Linked DNA regions of Sus scrofa: region 1 is linked to region 2. A link is a contact called in public HiChIP or PLAC-seq data. All regions are on one chromosome and are shown on one strand. Each heading gives the region's core, a stretch centred on a gene start, on an enhancer-like site or on the middle of the called end of the contact. The rest is flanking DNA. Distances are from core to core; before and after follow the strand shown. Region 1 overlaps EML1 (echinoderm microtubule-associated protein-like 1). Region 2 holds the start of EML1 (echinoderm microtubule-associated protein-like 1).

Region 1 (3,811 bases), core at 687-3,186, 130 kb before region 2:
GGTGACCCCCGCCCCTGCGCAGGCTTCAGTTAGACTGGTGGAGCTGCACTAGGGGGTCACCCTGCCCCTCCAGGGACACCTGGCAATTTCTGGAGACCTTTTGCTTATCACACTAGGGGGAGAGGGTTGCTACTGGCATCTAATGGGTAGAGGCCACAGATGCTGCTAAACACCCTACAGTGCCCATGACAGCGCTGAGACCATGAACGATCCAGCCCGCCATGGCACTAGTGCTGCTGCTACTGAAGAACTCTGGTTTAAAGGCCCACGTGGGACAAACATAGGGTGCCACATGTAACACTGGACACATTCCACGCCCTGCAGGAGGCCAGCTGAGAGGTGGTACCCATGCCAGCTCTTCCTTCCTTCTGTGTGACCAGAGGGACTACTGTGGACATCTGGGAAAGGCTTCCTGCAGATCGTGACTTTCCGGCAGAGCTCAAATGAACGGCTTGAATGTGTCACAATGACACGGTAGGGAAGAGGGTGTCCTAGGAAAACAGATACCCCACGCACAGGTAATTCACAGACAGGAGGGGCCATCGGCCAGGCCAGGGTTTGCAGGTTGACGGTTTGCTCTTGAAGCCTGGGAGTGTATTACAGTATAAAGCGTTCTTTAGCATCCTCATTAGGCCGTATGTTTCTTGCGATCCTGTCTCAGTTATCCTTCTTATTAGAGGGATATGTGTCTTTGCAGAGCCCAGGATAGGAGCAGGATAAATATTTATTCAATGAGAGGATGGACTAAATGAAACAATAATGAATGGGAGAGTCCCATGGACCCCGTTGCAGGAAGAGGCACGAGATGCTGTAATTCAGCACCTGTTCTGAGAGAAAGAAGGACAGGGATGGAGGCAGTGCTGCTCCAGGGCCGGGCTGTGGGGGGAGGTCTGGTCCGGGTGCACAGAGCCAAGTGGGGATGGGCGATAGCGCACGCCGTAATCCGGGAGGTGGCTCGGGACCTGCACGGTCAGCTGGGTATCACTGAGCCCCAGACGGGGAGCAAATTTCCCCGCCAGGAAGAAGAGACGATGAGAAGGGAGAGAGGCCCAGGGAAAGAGGAATTTTGTTAGACACGAGCTGAGGAACTGCCATGCGAATCTGAGGGGGCAGAGAAAAGGAGGCGGGGGAGCCTGGGGGAGGCAGAACCCAGAGGGGCTGGTTAGTGAAGGCTGCTGGGGCTGCAGGGGAGGGACCCAGCTGATGCAGCTCAGGGGCTCCAGTGAGCCCAGCGCCGGGGGAGGGTGGTAAAAGAAAGGGATTTCAACCGGAACGTGAGACAGCAAGACTGAGGCTGGCCCTGGGCTGGACCCCAAAGCTCTCCGTCCTCACAAGTAAATAACAGACAAACAGACTCACAGACTTCGAAAGCAAACTTACGGTCACCAAAGGGGACGGGCGGAGGTAGGGAGGGATGGACTGGGAGCCGGGGACTGGCATATGCACACTATGAGACATGGAATGGATGCTCAGTGGTACACAGGGACCTGCTGTCCAGCACAGGGAACTCTACCCAAGGTTCCGGGATAACCTACCTGCGAAAGGATGTGTGTCCATAAACAACTGAATCACTTTGCTATACAGCAGACACTACCACCACACTGTACATCAAATATACTTCGATAAAAGTTTTAAAATAAAAAAAGGAAAAAAATTTTAAAAATGGATTTAGAGTCTGTGAGAGCCCAGAGGCTCCGCTGCCTTCCCTTCCTTCTCTTTTCCTCCACGGCTGTCCCTTCCTTCGGCCAACTTTCAGTCCTTTTAAATCTGCAACTTCCAATTGGTCAGTAAACAATCACGTAGCGTGTTTTTAAAAACGGCTCGGCGTATCGGCTTTTGAAAAGCCACCCGGCTTTGTGAGCGGGTGATCATAACTACGTGACCCACACTCGAGATGCTCTGAAGACACTTGCAGTGTCGTCTCTCTGGTAACTGAGGAGGCCCTGAGCCGACAGCTGGGATCTGCACGGGCGTGCCTTCAGGTCACAGTGTGCATTTTTAGAACTCTCAATTTGAGGACAAGGAAATTACAGATCGTAGGAGAGCAACATACTTCTGAGCCCTGGGACTGAAGTCTGAAAATGACAGAAGCCTTTGGGGCTTAAAGCCCAAGATCTTCCAGTGACGAAAAACACCAAGCTAATTTCACGTCGTGGGATCTCTCTCTCTCTGCCACGCGGCCGGCACAAAGCTCTTGGGCACAGTGCCCCGGCAGCTGGCAGCCCCGAGCGTCACCTCCACGGCGTCCCTGTGGGAGTTCAGGGCGAGTTCACGGCAATTTAGAGACTTGTACAAAACTCCCTTAAAGAGCTGAAAACCCATGACTGTTCATCAATGACAGCAAAGGCTGACCAGCGTGCTAACAAGTCACATTTGACAGGGTGGTTGGAAGGGTTGAGGGGTGTCAATGACAGACACGTGGGCGGCAACAGGGCACATACATCAAGAGCTTTGCCTCTTACACGGGTCATTTAATTTAAACCTCAAATCCCCTGCCAAAGTATCATTATCCCCATTCTACAGATGAGGGAACAACTTCAGGGGTCTAAAGGAACACGTGTTTGAGGCTACTTGACTGCGTGTTCTCTCTGAGCCGCCTAATGAAGACAACCTGTGGTTTATGAAGCCCCCAAATACACGGGTTTTGAGGACCCACAGAACAGAGATGGAGAACATCTAAAAATCCAACAGAGGTCAATCATTATTAATACAGAGTTATATGGTACAAGACTTGATCCGCGGCAGGCATCGGATAAAACCCTCTAAGCTACCGCGCTACAAGGGAGGGGGAAAGACAGAAGCAGCAGCGAGGGTTACAAAGGCAATCTAAGGACCCCTCACCTGGGTGTTGATCTGTTCAGTTTGCACGCACTGAGAAGACTCACAGACCTGTTTAATCTACGCACGAGAGGCACAGAAACAAAGCAGAATAAACATGAGTGCAGGAAGGAAAGCGCGGAAAAACACTTTGGTAATAAGCTTCAATACATTTCAGAACTCACCACACATTAAAATTGGAAATCATTTTGGTTTTTCATGTACAGACTTGGGTATCACCCATCACAGCTCTTTCAAGATATTTGTCATTCATACATTGGCATTACCATGTTAAGCTTGAAAAAAAAATGTTATTGTTGTCGACAGAAAACAAACGAGACATTTCCTTTTGAGAGCCAAGCGCTCTCATGAGCTAAAGAGGATTTACTAGGACTCGGGGTGAAGGACAGAAAACAGAGCTTGAAGACAAGACATTTGCAGGAACAAGGGCAGCCAGGAGTAACACTGTATATTCACTATGAGAAGCATCCTTACATAACCAGTGGGGAATATCGAAGAAGCTGTCTCCTCTGGACAGCAAGTGAAAAAGCATGGTCTTTGTTTTGAAAGTGGTGGAAGTCCTACCTTGTGAGAGAGTGCCTAACAAGACAGCACATTTTTCAGGGCTTCGGGCATCTGTGCGGAGATGCACTGATACCCACCATAGCTTCTCTTCCCTTCTGTTCTCGACCCCTGCTCCCACACCCCAAACCTTTCATGTTCTGAAAATACAGTGGCTCCGTACATGACGCTACAGCGGCATCCAACGGCTTTTGCCGATTTAAATTTCAGACACAATAAAATTTCTGCCACGGACAAGAGAGGGAAAGGGGCCATCTTTCTTATGGTTAAATTTCAGCTCTGAGTGTGATAAGCTACCATGACATCTTTCCTTCATGATGGGACTTGGAAACAAGAACTGGTCTTCCAAAATTGTGCCAAAAACATTCCCAACTTCTACCACCGAAAAAATACTAATCTGACCGGTAGCTTT
Region 2 (4,134 bases), core at 692-3,191:
AAGAGCGTCACCTGGTATTTGGTAGGCGGGAAGCCAAGGCCAAGCTCCCCTGGAGGTGCCCACCCAGCCAGAGTGGGCAGGACCAGGCGACTGCCCGCCAGCCTCCAACCCAGCTGACCTTCTCCTAAACCCGACAGGGAAGGCTCCGTCTGCACCCAGGCTCCAAGCCCCCCCGCCACGCACACACTGTGCCCATTCCATCACCCCGACAGGCTAAATATTGCCCTGGCCTTCCTGAAATACCCTTCCCCACACGGGTGGTTTTACAAGCTGCTAAAAGCAGGGCCATGTCCCCGGTGGAGGGAGAGAGCTATTCCGGGTCCGTGTCAGGTGTGGGCAGAGCCAGCCAGAAAGGGCCTGTCTGCGCCGCCCCCCCAAGCTGGCTCCTTCGCAGCCACAGTGGACAATTCTGGCAGCCAGCGCCACTGGCACCCAGCAGAAGAGGGTGAGGTCAGGCCAGTTTGTCAGTGGCCCCCTCCCCAACGCACACACTCACACACACACTGTTCCATATCTGACTCGGCCAGGCCCAGGCGCTGGAACTGTCCATCAGACACCACGCAGGGTGGGGCCACACCGCTGTCGCCCAGAACCCACCCCGAGGCGCCAGGACAGCCAGGCATGCCCAAGATTCTCCACGGCGCTGTGTAACAGAGAAGGCGTCCGCGGGCCACAGACATGCGGCAGCTTTGGCGACGAGGCCCGGTCGGAGGGGGCTGTACCGGGATGCACAGGCCCCCAGTGCTTCTGTGCTCCTGCCCGGGGCCCCTCCCTTGTGGTGTCCATGGAAATACCACTGCGCCCTCACCCCACACCTGCAGACACTGTCAGGCGTCATCACAGTCCATCTTGGCCACCTGCGCATTAGGTGCTGTTATCAATATCTCCTTTTCACCTGGGGACGCCGAGGCTCAGCGCCGTTAAGCCACTTGCTTCCAAGGTCACCCAACTTGGAAGTGAAAGAATTGGGATTTGAACCTGGGTTCTTGACTCCAGAGTCCCCCGTGGAGCCCCTGGATCAGGCTGTTTCCAGCCCCGCCCCCCAGGCAGTTTCGGGGTGATTCCACATCGGAGCTTGTTTTCAACTGGACTGAGCTGGAGACCACCAGCCAGGGACACGGGCAACCAGTCCCTGTCGCAGCCCCTTGCCCAGGCAGGGCAGAGGGTGTGCCGGTAGAGGGTGTGCCGGCAGAGCCCAACCTCTGAGCACTCCCCCTCCTGCCTGCGTCCTGGGCCATTTCCAACCTAGAGCATTTGGGGGCCCATGGACAGCCTGCCTTGTGCTCTCAGACCCGAAACTCAGAACTTCCCTGGGGGGAATCTTAGGCCTCTGGGGGGCCCGATGGGAGCTCCCGCTCCCCAACTGCCAGGTAAATGTTCATGCACACTCTTCTCCAAGCAGTTCCGGGGGCTGGCACCCTGAGCCGCCCCACCCCCCACCCCCCGGGGTCCAGCTGCAGCCCAGGCCCCTGCTGCACTTCGGGTCAGCTCTGGACGCCCCGCTGACAGCCAGGAGGGGTTTGTGACCAGCTCAGCTTCCGGATCTAGCCCCATGGGGAAGCTGGGCGGGGGGGAGGGGGGGGAGATGCAAGTGAGCTTTGAAAGTCACGCGCCCCACTCTCCAGGAGCCCAGCCCCCTCCCCCAAACATCAGGCCCGTAGGAAGGGGCACCAGCCCCACAGCTGCCTGCAGCCTGTGGGGGCCCTGTGCCCTCGATGACCAGAGGCCTTGGCTCTGCAACCAGAGCTACGGTGGGTAAATATAGCGCTGCCACTCACCGGCCGAGGGGCCCTCGCCGTCCGACATGGTGCAGGAGATGGGCGGGCAGCTGGCCACAGCCTGCAGGGACGCTCAGAGCCCTCAGCGGCTGTCACCCACCTGGTGGGGCTTGCAGCGGCTGGCCCTGCTCTGCGTCCAGTCCCCAGGCGGCGTCCCGCCCCGGCAGCCCCAGCCAACACCCCCCCCCCGCCCCTTCCCCGACGCTGGGCCGGGCAGATAAGAAGGCGCTCCAGGGCTGGGAGCCGGCGGGATTGGTGGATAAATCTGGGCACTGCCCTCCCCTGCCCCGGCCTCTCCCGGCAGCCTGAGAATGCAGCCTGAGAAACGGCTGCAGCCCTGGTCAGTATGCGAGACCCCCGCCCCAGCGGAGGGCCCCGAATGCCTGCAAGCTCTTCTACCCAGTGAGGGGCAGTTATGGGCGTCAGAGGAGAGTGACAGGGATGTCACCCAAGGGGCATGTGCTGGGTGCCAGAGCTGTGCCCAGAGCTGCCACACTTGTCATCATGCTCAGCTCTCCAGGGCAGCCACCCCTATCATCTCCATGTCACAGAGGGGGTTAAGTGACCCACCCAAGGCCACTTGACCAGTTAGACGCATGACGGGAGCTGGGATCCGGAGCCAGGCTATCTGTCTCCAAGGCGACCGGAAGCTGCGCCCCTTGCCTTTGATTGATGGGCAGATGAGAGTCCATATTTAGGAGTGCCTCTTGGGTTCCAAGCACTCTGCCTGTACCGTGGTGGCTTTGGGTTGAGGGGCGGGGATGGAGATGGAGCCATGGGGGGGCCATGTGACTCTGACACAGAGTGGGTGCTCAGGAAACATGGATCGAGAGAACACACCTCTGTAAGCCCTTAGTAAGCACTCCCTGCCTGCTTGCCTAAGAGCTAACTTGGTCCCTTTCCTGGGTCCCCACAAAGGCCTGGACCAGAGACCTGGACAATTTGAAGTAGAGGCTCCGAGCTGAGGTCCCAGGGCTGGGAGCCAGGGGCTCCTCCAGGTCTACCTGGCTCTGTGTGCAGAGAAGAGAAGGCTGGTATCAACCTTAGAGAGATACTGGAGGGCTTCCTGGAGGAGCTGGTGTTTGAGTTACATCTTTGACAGATAAGAATGTCTTTTCTGGGGAAGTGGAGTCACTCCAGGAAGAGGCCAGCAGGTGCCAAGTTAAGAGGTGGGAAAGCTCGACTGGACAGTGACCAGGGTCCCTGGCAGGGGCTGGACGTGGAGTGACCCCAAGGAAAGAAGACAGCTGGTGCCTGTGGAAGAGGAGGCATCCCAGGCTGGGGAAGCCAGGAGAGGCTTCCTGAGGGAGGAGGCAGATGCTCATGCTGAAGCACCCATGAGCCTCAATAAAACAAGAAGGGGAATGGCCCTGCAATGCATCCAGCCGCTCTTCCATGGCAGTGGGGCGTTTCCCACCTCGGAGACCTGGGGCGGAAGGCAAGAGGGGCCCCTTCCAGAGACGGGGTTGGGGAAGGGCTATAGAGTCCACCAGCTGTTCAGAGAGAACAGCGAAGGAATTCAATCCCTGGGAGATGGCTCCAGCCTCTTGGCCTCTGCCCGTGTTCTTCCCTTGGTCAGGAATTCCCTGACCTCCTCCCGGATCTCCTCCTCGGGGAAGCATGTCTGATGCCCCCGAAGGAGGTCAGACCCCTGCATGCCACTTTGCAAACTCTGACCTTACTGTGGGCAGTGTCTGGTCCTGGCCGTGTCTACCCCTTGATTGGCTCTTGCTGTTCTGAATGGTAATGAGCTTACTGTCCCTGGAGGTATGTAAGCAGGGCTGGCCAGCCACGGACAGAGGACACAGTGGAGAGTTCAAGCAGCAGATGGCAATTAGATTAAATGGTTTGGGGTCCCTCTAGAGTGACCACCTGTTCACCGTTTTCCTGGGCCTTTCCCTGTTTGGGCCCTGAAAGTCCTCGTGTGTCTTGGGGACCCTCTGTCCCAGTCCAAACAGGACTGTTGTTCATCCTGGGCCCCTCTTAACTAAGTTTTTTTTTTTTTTTTTTTTGTCCTTTTCTAGAGCTGCACCTGAGGCATATGGAGGTTCCCAGGCTGGGGGTCTCATCAGAGCTGTTGCTGCCAGCCTACACCACAGCCATGGCAATGTGGGACCTGAGCTGCATCTGTGACCTACACCACAGGTCACAGCAACACCGGATCCTTAACCCACTGAGCAAGGCCAGGGATCGAACCTGGAACCTCATGGTTCCTAGTCGGATTCGTTAACCACTGCACCACAATGGCAACTCCAACTGAGATTTTTTTTTTTTTTTTTTTTTTTGTCTTTTTGCCATTTCTTGGGCCACTCCCGTGGCATATGGAGGTTCCAGGCTAGGGGTCAAATTGGAGCTG

What was found. HiChIP or PLAC-seq counts read pairs in DNA pulled down with a chosen protein or histone mark.
Region 1: a contact with region 2 is called in an H3K27ac HiChIP or PLAC-seq map of skeletal muscle. The contact joins the enhancer-like site here to the promoter of EML1 in region 2. A contact is called at or near these places in 3 of 5 promoter capture datasets (fetal skeletal muscle and liver), 19 of 47 Hi-C or Micro-C datasets (alveolar macrophages, embryonic fibroblasts, fetal heart ventricle and 10 more) and 1 of 2 datasets of contacts at active chromatin or transcription factors (skeletal muscle).

What each region holds. Positions count from the first base shown.
Region 1 is chr7:120,833,581-120,837,391 of Sscrofa11.1, reverse strand. All of the region lies in intron 3 of EML1 (echinoderm microtubule-associated protein-like 1), which reads right to left. Among named protein-coding and RNA genes, the nearest start is that of EML1, 130 kb to the right of the region's middle. Within about 2 kb of position 1,936, at least 8 of the 83 cell types and tissues checked have an H3K27ac peak or open chromatin away from gene starts, as enhancers often do. A contact at or near this core is called in skeletal muscle, where this site is marked.
Region 2 is chr7:120,701,089-120,705,222 of Sscrofa11.1, reverse strand. EML1 (echinoderm microtubule-associated protein-like 1) reads right to left here and starts at 1,941. Exons shown (of 23, transcript XM_021099697.1): 1 at 1,779-1,941. The coding sequence starts at 1,806.